2 separate regions of the Mus musculus genome follow, and region 2 is linked to region 1. The links are chromatin contacts, called in public Hi-C maps. All regions are on one chromosome and are shown on one strand. The core of a region is the stretch at or near the end of the contact, and the rest is flanking DNA. Distances in the headings are between cores, read along the strand shown. Region 1 holds the start of Slc6a20b (solute carrier family 6 (neurotransmitter transporter), member 20B). Region 2 overlaps Slc6a20b (solute carrier family 6 (neurotransmitter transporter), member 20B).

What was found. A called contact is a pair of places that touch in the nucleus more often than the background predicts.
Region 2: a Hi-C map of granulocyte-monocyte progenitors shows a contact between it and region 1, with 2.3 times the contacts expected there. The contact joins the enhancer-like site here to the promoter of Slc6a20b in region 1. A contact is called at or near these places in 2 of 39 promoter capture datasets (embryonic stem cells and macrophages), 1 of 15 datasets of contacts at CTCF or cohesin (CD8 T cells), 28 of 484 Hi-C or Micro-C datasets (the G1E-ER4 cell line, LSK cells, brain and 11 more), 5 of 115 datasets of contacts at active chromatin or transcription factors (CD8 T cells, the HPC-7 cell line and embryonic stem cells) and 3 of 9 other capture datasets (adipose tissue, liver and pancreatic islet).

Annotation. Positions count from the first base shown.
Region 1 is chr9:123,630,023-123,637,413 of GRCm38.p6, forward strand. Slc6a20b (solute carrier family 6 (neurotransmitter transporter), member 20B) reads right to left here and starts at 2,516. Exons shown (of 11, transcript NM_011731.4): 1 at 2,088-2,516. The coding sequence starts at 2,337. Slc6a20a (solute carrier family 6 (neurotransmitter transporter), member 20A) reads right to left here. Exons shown (of 11, transcript NM_139142.2): 11 at 6,885-7,123. The coding sequence ends at 6,974.
Region 2 is chr9:123,592,502-123,599,892 of GRCm38.p6, forward strand. It overlaps Slc6a20b (solute carrier family 6 (neurotransmitter transporter), member 20B), which reads right to left. Exons shown (of 11, transcript NM_011731.4): 8 at 5,910-6,114; 9 at 4,726-4,885; 10 at 3,542-3,707; 11 at 1,322-2,641. The coding sequence ends at 2,492. It overlaps Sacm1l (SAC1 suppressor of actin mutations 1-like (yeast)), which reads left to right. Exons shown (of 20, transcript NM_030692.5): 20 at 1-99. Among named protein-coding and RNA genes, the nearest start is that of Slc6a20b, 36 kb to the right of the region's middle. Within about 2 kb of position 2,485, at least 13 of the 459 cell types and tissues checked have an H3K27ac peak or open chromatin away from gene starts, as enhancers often do. A contact at or near this core is called in LSK cells and granulocyte-monocyte progenitors, where this site is marked.

The sequences.
Region 1 (7,391 bases), core at 1,266-3,765:
GGGGAGCCTGAGCTAGACTGTATGGGGTCATTTGTCCCATGACTCCATCAGTACCTATGTGAGTTCTGGGCAAACCGCTACAGCCCCTTGGCAGCCAACAAAGATTTCCTATGTACTGACAGAACTTGCCCTGCTACCTCACTCACCAGCTCCACTTAAGTTCCAGGTACCTCCCACCTCAAACTCAAAGCAAGCTTCTCTCTACACTGGGAAACTCCAAGACTAGTTCAGGTGTTTCCTATGTGCTCAAGAAAGAAAAAAGCTGAGCAAATAAATTTTCCCTACCTCCATCTATTCATAGCTCAAGAGCCCAGCATGGAGTAAGGAAGCAGAGGATTGGAAAATCTACCCTCTCTCACCCTTCCTCCTCTGGAAGACATTTGGTTCCTTGGAGTCCAGTGTCTCTTGGCTTAAGAGTTGTGGCATAACTCTCTACCCTAGTTCTAATGGGTAGCCATACACGATCAAATCACCCTGCACCAGCAGAGCCCAAGGCCCCTAGTCTCCTTACTCCTAGTGGAAGTGGGAGCTACCTAGGTTTCTCATCAGCTACTTGTGGTTGGAGAGGGTTCCTTCATTTGGAAGGGACACTCAGAGTGTTGCACAGTCATACCCACTTCCAAGTCCTTCTCTACAATTGTGAGTTACCTCCATGACCCTAAGTAGAGGTCTTCTCAAATCATGAGCGAGCGATGCCAAGAAATGTAGTAAGTCATGTAGGGGGGCTTAGTTCCCAGGGTCAAAAGACCAAGCCACAGGGGAAGGGAGAATGACAGCTTTGTCTCTCTGGGATGGGGATGGTCCTAAGGCTGTCTATCCTTGCTCAACCTGGAGTCCTTCCCTCTCCCTTACTGGTCCTGTTTAGATACACACACACACACACACACACACACACACACACACACACACAGGTCCTGTTTAGATACATGCACACCCCTCCTGCCCTCCTGCCCATTTCTCCTCACTATCTTCCAGGAAACAAGCAGCAGCCATCTCAGAGCTGACTTTGCAGAGGGACCGTAGCATGGTATTAAACTGTTTGTAAGGCATTCTGCTCTGAGTGTGTTGGTCAATCTACTCAAGTGTGGGTCTTTGGGTTGTATCCAGTGCCTTTTCTTAAACCAAGCTATGGAATTCAGGTGGCTCACAGATCCCAGAGCGGCTGTCACGGAGGTTATGCAGAGCTCTGTGGCCACATGAAGGAGGGAAGAGTGAAAGTGTTGGCAGGGGACAGCACATACCCACATTAATGGTCAGAGCCTGACCCCAGCTTGTCCTTGTGTGCAAGCAGGGTCCGTGCACCGCCTTCTCATTCAGGAGGCTTCTCAAAATCCCCTTGCTCTGAAAAGGCTGAGTTTTTACCCTTTACCAACTTGATGTCAAAGGAGGCTGAGGCCTGTGTGATTTATTCTCTGGAGACACTTTACAGCAGAGGCCATATTTCCACAGATGTTTGGAGTTAATGCTCTAACACTCAAAGGTCATAAGATAGTCCAATTTTAACCCAAAGTATCAAGCAGTAACCACATCAAATCTGGTGTGGCCCTTGGTCATCTTGTCTCTGTGACAGAGCCTGGATGCTTATCTGCTAGCTAGGGCCAAAAGAAAACTCAAAGCTCATACCAAGGTAGCAGTGTGGTCACCTTTACCTGTGCGTGGCAATCATTTCCATCACTTCTTCAAACCTCAATAATTCAATTTAAGCAGATAAGCTCTGCAGTCCTTTTGTCAAAACAATACAACTGAATCAAAAGAGCCTTACTTAGTTGGTATCACAGTTCATGCACAGAAGAGGAAGAAAGGAAGTAGATCATAGTTCCACATGAACAACCCAGAGGTTAAAGAGTTAGAAGAGGAACAGAGAAAACCTTCATGACTTCAAATTAGCTGAAGATGTTTTAGATAGCAGAACAAAAGCACTGTCCACGGATGCACAGGCCAAACCTTCCCTCTGTGCGGGGCTTGGGTCAGCAATTTGGAGAGGACATCCAGCAGACCTATAATTCATCCAGATCCCAGGAAGGTGAAAGTTTGAGATGTGAAGCACTCAGTCAGGCAGACATGCTGCACCTGCCCATTGTACTCACCTCCGCCATACATCTGGCACAGGTAGGGGAAGCGCCATACATTGCCCAGGCCCACAGCATAGGAGATACAGACAAGTAGGAACTGCAGGGGGTTGTCCCACTTTGGCCGCACCTTCTCCACAACCCCAGGGTGGGCACACTCTGTTGACCTCGGTCTTCCTGGGTGCTGACCAGGTCCTCCAGCGCCTCCCCAGGGCTGGAGCTCCTCATCCTCTGGCAGGGAGACCGCATGTGCTGAAGGTGATTCCATCTTCTGAGACAACTCTCACTGTAGAATGAGCAACACCTGTGCCCTCTTCCGCGCCCCACCCCCAAACCCCTGTGTTTTCTACTGTTTCTTTCCAGGACTCTGGAATCAGCTTTCGACCCCAATTCTGTGTTGGTTCCCTTCTTGACCAGTGCTTCCCTCGCTGCCTCAACCTCACAGGTGGCCAGTTTAGATCCTCCCACTAACCTTTGGCCACATTCCTTTCTGTGTCCTTTGTCTCTCAAACTTCAGGATTTCTGGGCTCCTCTTGCTGTTAAGGGTGTCTGCAAAACAATTCACAAATTTGGTTGTATCTGTTGGAGGCTGGTGGTGAGCTGGAAAATGTTTAGCTAAATGTTTAGCTACAGACTGCAGAAAAACTCTGATCTATGTACTTATCAATTTTTCTAGTACAAACACTCCCACTATGGTGCATCCTGAGCTACCAATAAAATCCATTAAGTGAAACAGGATGCCATTATCTTGGGTTCCCACCTTACACACACAACGACAGAGATTCTCAGTTGCATAACTGACAGGTAAAGGGTAGCAAGTATCAGACAGTGAGCTGAGCATTGTGTCTGATTTGTAATTTACGTATCGCTTGGGCCTCAGTGATAACTGTATCTAAGAAGCAAAGGGGACGAAGCTCAGTTCTCTGGGGTGTCCAGATACCCCGCACAGATGATTCAGTCCAGCTTAACCCCACCTGAGTGGTCCCAGGAAGCTGCCTTGGCTAATGGATGACTGCGTATGGATGGGAACTTCACTGTACCTACCAGAAACAGGATACAAAAGACCATCAAACTGTGTCACTTGAACTCTGGACAAAGGAGAGAAAGTGGGTACAGCTGTGGGCAGGGTTCTATAGTCTTATTCTACTAAGAAGGTTATGCAATTTTCAATCATTTGCTCATCCTGGTGAGTGCACTGTTAATTATCAAAGTCTCTAGTTTCCCCATATGAGAAAGTCCAAACTCCTTGGTTCTGCTTGCAAAGCCTTGAGAACTTTTTTTAATTTTTATTTTGATGTTGTTGGTGTTGCAGGCGTCTTCTTCTTTTTTTTTTTTTAAGTTATTTTTGTTTTGTGTTTTGCCTTCATACTTGTGTATAGCTATACCTCTATCTATCATTCATATATACATGAATATATACAAATATGTGTATGCACATATATCTGGAACTGGTAATATGGATTGTTGTGAACCGCAGTTTGGAAACTGAACCCAGGTTCTCTGCAAGAACAGCCAGAGAACTGTTGGTTGTTGTTGTTGTTTTAATGGAGCCATTGCTTCAACCTCCATTTTGAGATGGAGGTTTGCTAAGTTACTTGCTTAGGCTAGGTCTTCAGTCTTCCTGCTTCAGCCTCTCAAATAGGTGGGGTTATCGGTATATATTACCACACCTGGTTCATGTTGACTCCTAATTACAATTATATTATTTGATATTTGTTTTGTGCCTTAAGTAAGATATGGTCTATTCAGAGGAAGTTCAATGTGCTGATGAGAATGTATATTCTATAGCTATTGTATGGATAATTATGTTTTTAACAATGACCTTAACAATGATCTTCCTGTTTATTTTTATGGGGTTTTGTTGTTGTTTGTTTTGTTTTTTGAAACAGGTGTAGCCTCAGTCTCCCAAATAGTGGGAATTCAGGCACACATTACCACCACATGTGGCTCTTTTTAAATTTTATATTTTATTAAATTTTCTAAATTACTCTGTTCTCTATCTCCAATATATGTATTGTGCTATTGTGCCTAGAACCAGCAAAGGATTTGTCTGAAATATGACTTAGTACCATCTCAAGAGAATTATCGAGAAACATCTTGCTCTACATAAGATCCACAGAAACCAAAGTAAAGCTATTTCATTTGACTGTGTTGTAGACAGCTGCCTGACTGACTTGGGTCAGCTTAGGATCTTTTGACTTTACAATGATATAAAAGTAAAATGAATTCTGTAGAAACTATAAGTTGAGTTTCAATGCTTTTCGAGGAAGCAGTCTGAAGCAGGATACTCTCTGGAGATGTGGAGAATCCTGGTAGCCGCATGGCCTCTGACGGTCATTTGTCCGTGAGTTGCTGCTGCCCTGACTGATGTTCAGGAAGGTAGGTGTAACATGCATTTTCAATTCAGAGTGCTCTTGAGTTATAGTGGGTACAGCAGTATGTAACCCCAGTGTGGGTGGAGGATTGTGGGAGCACAACCTAAGAATAGAGCCCAGTAAGAGTCCTGACTGAGTGCTTGTGAGAAAACTCTAAGAAACAAGAATCTCGTGACCTCAGTTTCTTCAAAACACGGAATTGTTTTTGGAATGTGCGTTCATGACCCTCCCAGGTGTAGCCAATAGGAGTGATTTTACTTCAGATTATTCATTACAACTGGCTATTTTTGTTTGTTTGTTTATATGCCTCTGTGAAAAAACATGGTTTTTTTTTTTTTTTTTTTTTTTTTTTGCCACATGTAGCTTGTCTTCGTGATTGTAAACAGCTTGAAGTCATGAGAACTTATGTGACCTTTTTTTAACCCTCAGAGTATAAGTTATCTGATACTCCGAATAAAGTTGGCTGTTGCGTCGGATTTTATCTCATTTTTAGGCTCCATGCTCCCAGATTCCACTGCCTGTAGAGGGGTGAACAGAGGAGCATCTGAATTTCATGGTATGGTGACCTTACCTGTCTGTTTCCATAAGTAAAACTGTCCCACAGACGTGACTTCTCTTCACCACTGGAAATGCTCAGTGTGTATTTAAATATTTACAAGTACTGGGTGTAAGTATTTCTAAACGCACCATGTTCTTTTCTCTCTTTTTAAATAGGTTCTCAGATTTGACTGCATATTAGATTCACCTGAGAAATTTGAAAACTATGCAAGGCCTGATCCCACTCTTGGGATTTCTGGTGGACGCTGGAACTTTTCAACGCTCCCAGGTGTTTAGAATAGCAGCTATGTTGGGCATGCTAAAATAGTAATAGAATAATAGCATTTGGCAGCCTTCCTCTTTTGACCTCTGAGGGTATGTGATATCAAGACCTTGGCTGTGACTGACCCCAGGAAGGCACAACAGTGACTATACTGAGAGGAGGGAACGGACTCTGCTGTGCTTCACAAGGGATGGGCCCACTCTTCAAGCCTGGAAACAGCCTGATGAGAAATCAGGAGTAAACATTTAGGTAAATAAATGCCTCCTCTTATGTTTTACAAACTGTGATCATTCTGAAACCAGGTATCAAGAAAAGCTGGAGGTGTTGATGGGATGGCAGTTAAGATAGAGAAAACCCTTCTATTTTTTAAGTAAGTTACAGGTCTATACTAAAAGATTCACCTTGGGAAACACATCATCATTATCTACCTTTTAGACTTATATATATTATTTTAATTTATGTGATGCGTTTTTGTGTATGTCTGTACAGGCGCATGTAGGTAACAACAAGGACAGGAGATGATGTTGAATCCCCTGGAACTGGAGTTGTTGGAGGTTGTAGATTTCCCAATATGGATGTTAGGAACCAAATGTTGGTCCTCTGCAAATGTAGTAAAGATTTAGCCAGGAAAATTTCTCTTCAGCCCTGCAAAAGGCCCTTCTAGTGCCCACATTTGCTATTGGTAGAAGAAAGGAACAAAGGACATCTCTGGTTGATGTTCCAAGTGATGTCTACGCATTTTCAACGGTGTCTGCAAAGATAGATCCAAAGAAATCCTTCAATTCCATGAGCTCAGGGGAGCAAGGATTGTTAGTACAGGAAGAACTCTCAGTCTAGATAAACCTTGATCCACTTTATTATGATAAAAAAGAATAAAGACATTCACATGGTGCATGAATAACAGCCATAAATACGCAGTATTTTAAGCTACACACTGCTCTGTGTGATTTATATACATATTAGAAAATATTATGCAGAAGTGAATGAAGGTGGTTGCAAGTGATGTTTATAGCAAAGTTAGAGTTATTTGTATCCTTATGGATGCATCTGACATGGAAACCCTAGGGATGGGAGTGTCTGTTCAGATTCATTGTACAGTCTAGAGTTGTAGAGAGGTTGGTCCTGGCCCACTGTGAGGAACCTTAGATTCAGAGAAAGGTGACTTCCATTGGAACCCCAGAAAAAGTCTCTTAGTATTATATCCTGGTAGCATTTAGAGAGTAGTCAGGGAACAGAGAAATTACATATTCATTGTGACTTTAAAGAAAAGAATTATATTAAATCTAATATGTCACCTTATATGCTTCAAAACCTCTGACTCTGGTTGAAAAGCAATTACCTACCCTCTAGTATTTTTCTTTTAAGCAAAAAAGAAAATGTAATTGTTTGTTGGGCTCCTTAGAGTTACAGTCAAGTTTTAATGACAGTTTACCTTAAATTCTAGAACTTTCTAGAATCAAGAAAACAACGGTCTTCAATACTGGCCTTAACCTTTGATGACAAAGAAGCCTTAACCTTTGATGACAAAGACCTTCAGATGGGAGAGGATGGATGGTCCCCTCCCGAAGGCAGTCTTCTTCTGCCAAGCTCCCTAATCTTCTTTACAGACTCAGGAGGCCCCAGACCAGCACTCCAGCCAAGAAGTTCCCACCAGCAGGCAGTGACTGTGAAACAGAGTGGCTGACTTCCGGTCTCTGGGAGGTCCATTCTTAGGCCACTGGGGCAGAGCCTCCCCTCTTGAGGCGATTCCTGATGAAAGTCCCCAGGGCCACCAGGGGGATGCACATGGTAGATGAAGCCACCAGCAAACCGATGACAGCTAGCGCATGTGGGGGGTAATCCTTGGTCACCAACTGCCCCTGGGGGAAGAGACTGAGCATCAGGGGAAGGTCCCTCCTATCAAATACAAAAGAAATACTCACCCAAGCCCTCTTCTATAAAGGGAAAGATGCTCTACAGTAAGAAGAGGCCTGTGATGCTCCATGGCTCTCCATGCTTTCCACAGCAAGCCTTCAGAGGAACTATGCCCTCTATATATGCCATAAAGGTAGATAATTCTGACCTTTTCAAGCATATGTGAGTTGTGTGTGAAGAATGCCATAAAAACAGTCTATCTGGTACCTTACT
Region 2 (7,391 bases), core at 1,235-3,734, 38 kb before region 1:
GGCTGCAAGTGATCAGTGTTTGACAGCCCTGCAGTGATCTTCTTTAACTCATTTACTGTACATCCATATGCAAAAATAAAATGCCATATTCTTTTCTAACCGCTGTTGGTACTGTTTCTCTGTTTTTATCGTGTTTTTTTTTTAATCTTAAAGCAGTGTTTGATCATTATAGAAATACTAGTCACTACAAGTAAACAAGGTAAATAACTTCTAAACTGTTTTCCAGTAATCACCTTAGACACTTTTTATAGCTTTGTTTTTTTATAGATAAGGCTAAGGCAACATTTAGTAATATATAACATTTAGTGATGTTTAATATCCATAAAATTATCTGTACTTTCAAATTATAATTTGTTTCAAAGAGATACAGGTTGCAGGGTGATAAGGAAGTATGGGTGAGTAATTGCTACAGATTGTAACCAATGAATGGGAAAATAGTATGTATTTTCTTCTGTGCTCGCTTCCAAGGACAAGTTTTGACAGTTGTCACTTCAGGTCTCATTCTATCCATGATCAATTTTGGGTAATAGACTGAGAGGTCAGCCTGGTATGTGATGTCAAGTGACCTTTAAATCTCAATGACTGTTTTTTGTTTTTAATTTATAAGATTTCTCCTCCTTCCTGTGTACCCTGCAGAGTTGGCTGCTTTTCTGCTCCCTAGCTATACTTTGGCTCTCACAACAGTGACGCTAACTTCTCTTGGGACACTCTCAGTTTTCCTGACAGAAAGAAGCCTTTGCTCAGAAATGACACAATTTTCCTGTAGTACTCATTTTGGACAAGTCTAGGGCAGTGTGAGTTGAAAATCAAAACTCTGATTCTCAATTTAGAGTTGAACTGTGCACACACATCAATATGTGTGTGCGTGCTCAAAGAGTCCCAGCTAGATCCCGGTATGACAGGTAACTGTAAGGTTGAATTTGCTCCTGGCATCTTCACATCACCTCATAGACCTAAAAACTTAAACTGATCTAACAGCTACCATTCTGTAACATGTGGGTATCTTGTCAGCAAGAACCAGATTGCAAAGTCCCAGTCTTAAGACTTAGAGAATCAATCACTATCTTCAACCTTTAAAGCCGGTATCCATTGATGGAAAAAAGGCTACACATGATCTTCAGGGCTGGCACTGGGAGGAAGGTCTTCACACTTAATTTTTTTTTTTTTTTTTTTTTTTTTTGTTTTTCAAGACAGGGTTTCTCTGTATAACCCTGGCTGTCCTGGACCTCACTTTGTAGACCAGGCTGGTCTCGAACTCAGAAATCCACCTGCCTCTGCCTCCCGAGTGCTGGGATTAAAGGCGTGCACCACCACACCCGGCTTCCACACTTAATTTTTAATAAAATGTATTGTATTTGAGGTTCACAACATAGTTATAAGAAGTTACGTAATAAATGTGTAGTATACCAGGGCATTACTACGTCATCCCACACAGTTGTTCTTAATAGTAAAATCAGATTTAGTTAAAAAAAATCCTAACAGTTTTGTGTTGCATATAGCACTCCAGGTTTTTCCCCCACATCTCTATTTTGTATTGTTTGGTCTACAGCTCATTTTCCCCTTCTCTATTAGCAAGAGTCTAGTCACATATAAAGGAATATCCATTAGATTGTAAAAAATGGATTTATCTGTACATTCAGACTACTAAAAGAAAGAAACCTGTCAGTCAAGAATACAATATGCTTCAAGAAATACTGGATGGGTGAAGTAAGAGAGTGTTTGAACCCAGGCTGGCATCGGCTGCTCCCTCCCCATTTACCCACCCCCTCTGCAAAGGAATGGTTTAAACAAAAACAAAAGGATAATTAATGTTCTAAAACGTATATACCTGGCCTGGTGGCACATGACCTGTTGTGCTAGTATGGGGAGGCTATGGCTAGAAGATCACAGATTCTAGCCTAACCTGGAATGCATAGGTCCAGACCAACCTGAGGTCCATATATACCAAGACTCTACCTCAACCAAAAAAAGCAATGTTAGAGGTAAATTTGTGGTCTAGCATATCATGACTGTAGTAGTGGTGTGTAAAGAATGAGAGCTAAAGATCAAAATGATCAAAAATTATATCTATTATGAGCTATATAATACAAATGGTATAAATTTTAACAACAAAAGTATACGTCATGGAAGAGGAGGAATAAAAGCTGTTGGGAAGTGGTGGTGCACACCTTTATTCCCAGCACTTGGGATGCACGTAGATCTGAGTTCAACGTCAGTCTGATCTACAGAGTGAGTTCCAGGACAGCCAGGGCTACACAGAGAAACCCTGTCTTGAAAACAAAAACAAAAGGGTAAAAGCCTCAGCATTTATGGTCAGAGTTAGGTTTCTGTCAGCCTACAATTTAATACAGAGAATTTAATTTTCCTTGCAGATTCAGGAAGCAGAAAATACTTGTGGCTTTAAAAAGCAGCTGTAGACCTCCCACTGCTGGATATATAGGGAGTGGCTGTGAAACAGTGACTGACAGGAAGTCTGTGGGACCTCCAGTTCTCAGGCTGCAGAAAACTGTTCTCTGATCTTGAAGTGGCGTGTGACAAAAGTCCCCAGGGCTACCAGAGGGATGCACATGGTGGAGGAGGCTACCAGAAGCCCAATGACAGCTAGTGCGTATGTAGGATAATCCTTAGTCACCACGTGGCCCTGCAAAAAAAGACAGGAGAAGCCTTCACTAGCTGAGGCAACTCCAGCCTCTGTTCCAGACAAGGAAGAGAAATGGTGGGAGTCGGTGTTTAGGTTTGAATATGAAACGCTTCCCTCCAGACTCAGGTGCTTTTTCTCCAGCTGCTAGCTTCCACTTTGGAAGGTTCTGGAAATGATAGGAAGTAAGCTCTATCTGGGGAAGCATGTTACTGGGGACTGATTCTTGGGTTATCTGGTGTCTGGAGGCTTCCCCTGTTTTCTATCAGGAAGTGAAGAAAAAGGCTGCTTCACGCTCTTGTTGGCATGACACTCTGCCCAACCAATAAGGCCAAGATATCGTGGATTGACCTTTCTAAACTATGACTCAAGATTTTTTCTCTGCATTTATGATGTCAGGATTTTGGTCAGTGCAATAATAAAAGTAACATGGGAAGGAATGGACCTGTAGGTCAGCCATACACACACCCCTTACACCCCCCCTACATTAATTTTACAGCAAGCATGCACAAAAAACACTCCCACCTTTTCTCTTTTACCCATAGAGAGCACTATTTCCACATGTAAAGCTCTTAGGTGAAGCTCTTACAAAGGAAGAACCATTACTCATACAGGGATGTCCTCATTGTCTAGGGGAAGTTCCACTGGGATGCTGTGGAGGTGACTTTTATGGTCTTCACACATTGTGGTTGAAAACTCAGAGCCCAGTTCTGCTGTAGTAGATTGAGCATCTGTAACATGTTGATGAAGCTCCCATGCTATCTGTCACCTGTAATTCCCCCCCCCCCCACACACACACACACAGCACAGCAATGGTTCCTGTGTCAGACACTGAAGGGCTGTGTTCTGGAGTGACACTGTTGGCTCTGCTCTGTTCCTCAGCCCTGCAGGGACATCACATACCTGAGTAGCATCCCAGGCTTGGTACTGCAGCGTTCCCGTGAGGATGTAGTCACTCAGGTAGAAGATAAAGAGGCCGACGATGAGCAGTGGACTCACAAACGCCCACATGACCTTCCAGTACCAGCTGAGGGTGCGGCCAGTCATGGCCCGAAGGTCACTTTCAAATCTGTTTGGACCACAGGGGGAGAGCCTGGAGGGAGGGGCTCCGGATCCATACCCTCTGCACTTAGGAAGATGCTATTCTGGTTACCAGTGATCTTTGAGTGTGACCCTGAACCTGTCTGATCCCTTCCTTTCCTGGGGGAGGTGTTGTGGAAAAGAGAAAAGGGCTGATGCTGCCTAAGGGGAGAATGACCAAGAAGGAAGGGATCATGGGGCATCTCCCCAGTGTTGGCCTTCATAGGAAGGCTCCTGATGTGGACCTGAGGGTAATTCCTGGAGAAGATGGAGCCAGGGTGCATGGTGGAGGGGGATGCCAGTTTCCTCAGTCCACAGGGCAAGGATGACATTGCCACTCTGCCCACCCACCCACTCTGTCCATTAGTGATGATGAGTCCAAGTATTCTCTACTCCTCCTTGAGATGGCCTCAGAACAGGCACTTTGTGTTTGGAAGAGCAAGTAGAGTGGAGCAGTAGAGAAGAGGTTGTGAAGGGCTCTCTCTTCCCCTCCTCACAGGATGACTAAAAGAACAAGATCCTAGACTAGTGGTTCTCAGCATGTGGTCCCCGGAAGACCAAGGAAAGTGCTAGACATATCAATTATTGCACTTTCTCCCAGACTTTAGCCAGACCCCTAATGAAGGAGGTCCTGTAATCTTCATTTCATTGGCCACCAGTTTGAAAGCTCTATGTGACATTTTTGGCTCCGATGCATACTTCATCACTTGGAAGACTAAAAACATCCCAGTGTTGGACAGGGTTCTTGAAAATCCCCAATGATCAAAGTATCTAAGCCTGGAGGCTGAGTCCCTGATCAGAAAGCATGCCATGATAAAAAGTGTAGAACAGGAAATAGAAAGAGGCTGTTGGATGCAGGCCAACTGAGGAAGCAAGAGATGAATGAGATCTGAAGGCAAAGAGGCATCTAAAAGGGACATGCCTATTGAGGAAGGATGGTTTTCTTATAAGTGTGGCCCTGCAGCTTAGCTACCCCATGTAGAAGGCAGGGTCTGAGGTCGCCTTACCTCTTTAGCCCATACACATAGCACACAGCTATGGTCTCTACCAGCACAATGAGCAGCAGAGACAGCGTGGCTGTATAGTCATTGAATAGGTCAAACCAGTAGTTCCCAGCCTCCATGGTGAACACCATGCCAATGGCACAGTTGAGGAGGCATACCAAACCTGGAAGACAAGATCACTGCTCATCTCTCCGAGTCTCCCTACTCTCATCTCACATTATTTGCCAGCAGGAGCTACAGGTCCCTAGGTGTACTTTAAAGGGTAGGTTCACTGACATGAGCTATAGGAGCTGCTCTTTAGGGGATGTCAGTTCATGGAAAAAGGAACTAGGGACAGTATATACAACTGGGCTGCAGAGACCCAGTCCCGGGAAGGATGCCAAGTGCTAGGAGAGTCTGAGTAAAGAGAGTGTAGCTTTCAGTGAGTGGTCAGAACATGAAGACTGGATTACCCATCTTGTTTTACCCATCTTGGATATGGAGTTACAGAATCATCAGAGGCAGAGGTGTCTGGCCACAGAATTCTCATGACCCTGGATGGGTGCATGAGAGTGAAGTTAATGGTAGCCATCATGGGAAAGGCTTTACTAACAACCTCACAGTCAAAATGCATGAGGAAGTGGTATGTGCTCTCACAATGAATGATTTATCAGACAAGACCAGGGACTGACAACTGCACAGTGCAGCTATCTCACTGACAGGTTTTGAGTGTTGACAGCAGGCCTACAGTATCTTTGTAAATGACCTTTCAAGAGCAGAGGCAAACACAAGTAGCATTAGAAGTCAGAAAAGGGTGATCTGATTGGGGGCTTGTTGCCTGGAGAGTATGTGGAAGGAGCTCCTGGCCTGGGAACAGGACTCACCTTAGGAAATGGACAGTTTATGACTGTTGTCCTTCAATTAAAACAAAAACAGATGGGGGCTCTCAAAGCCTGGAAACCTGAGTGCAGGCTGGGGAGTTAGCCTTTGCCCAAGGGTGGGCTGACCGACCACCCTACTTCCCTGGGATGGGGTGTGTTTCTAGTCCATCTCCAGGGCTGAGTAGGACACAGTACAGGAACACAGACTCCTAGAGCCTGCTTCTGGAGTTGGCTTAGAAGCACAAGGCTCTTGAGGAAACCATTCTGCCAATTGCCTTACATTTCCCTGCCCACCCATACCCTCCCTCCTCAGCAGTGTGTCCTGACCTGAAATGGCCTCCTTGGGCAGGTAGCTGGAGATGATCTTGCTGTCAGTCAGAGGGGTGAGGATGGCCGTTCCTGTCCCCACCATGCTTCCCATACCCAGTGTTAGCAACATGAAGAAGTAGAGCACTGACCAGAGCTGGGAAACTTCCATGTTTTTAATGGCCTCAGTGTAGACGATGAAGGCCAGGCCTGTGCCCTGGACAGCCTGAGAGTGGTAAAATGATAGTAGTTATTACCTTGATAGTCTTTTTAACAAATGTGTTCAGTGTCAGGACCTGGGCTGAAGTAAAGGAAACAGGTGTGGCCAGCTCCAAGGTCCTGAGAATCAACTATACTGGCTCAAAAAAGCTAGCCAACACACACACACACACACACACACACACACACACACTGTGATGAACCCTGCATTACCCCTTCCTATCCCTCTTACATTTTAGATAAAATATTACAAAATTGTATTTGAGTCTTTGTTTCCAGTGCCAGAACTGAGAAAGTGTGATGGGCCCTGTGTGGTGGGCGTGACCTGGTAGGGTTCCTTGGTGGCCACATTCCTGTTTGTAACCTGCTGTGGAAGCTGAGCCTGCTACTTCTGCCTAAAGTCAAATGTTTTTTGACACCAGTGAAGGGTCCTGAGTGGGTGGGTTCAGACTAACCATAGGACTGCTAGAATATTAAACCACGAATTCACTAGAAGTTTACCAAGCTGCAAGAAGGTGAATCACCATGAGTAAGAATGCAAACACCTAGCACGTTCCTCTCTTCAAATGGATATGTTTGTCAGAATGAGAGGTGTTATGATCTGAATTTGTAATGTTGAAACTTCTCCCCTCAAAGCAACTACATTCAGAGTAAACCTTTAGGGAGAATCACTAAAGTTAGGTAAGTCTTCAAGGGTGGAATCCCAGTCCAGTAAGATAACAGAGTAATAGCACTGATCCTAGAAGCAAACTTTCACCAGAAACCAGTCTCTAGAATTATGAGAAAGAAATATCGGTTGGTTTAGCCACCCAATCTCTGACATTTTGTTATGGTAACCTGATTGACTGGTATAAGAATATAGGTCAGCCCAATCGCATACCAATGGTGTTGATTATGAGGATGCATACAACTTTAAAGTAATAAAATCTATTCTTACTACTATTGCTACAGAGTTTTTTGGGGGTGGGTCTATCTTTTATACTCAGTTAGAATTTACCCAGGTCCTAAGATGCTGGACACTCAGAATCACTAAAGATTAGTCTGAGGTAGTGGCTCTCAGTTCATTGTCTCTTGCAAGTGAAAGTTAAAGGTGCAGCCTTTATTAAGAAGTATTTTGGGCTGGAGAGATGGCTCAGCAGTTAAGAGCACTGCTGAACATATTATACACACATACACATATATACACACACACATATAAGAAAATGGCAGGTGAATAAAGACCATCTGATGATATTAGGTAATTCTCTGGGTTATCATGGGCCCCCACATGTATGTGTATGCTCA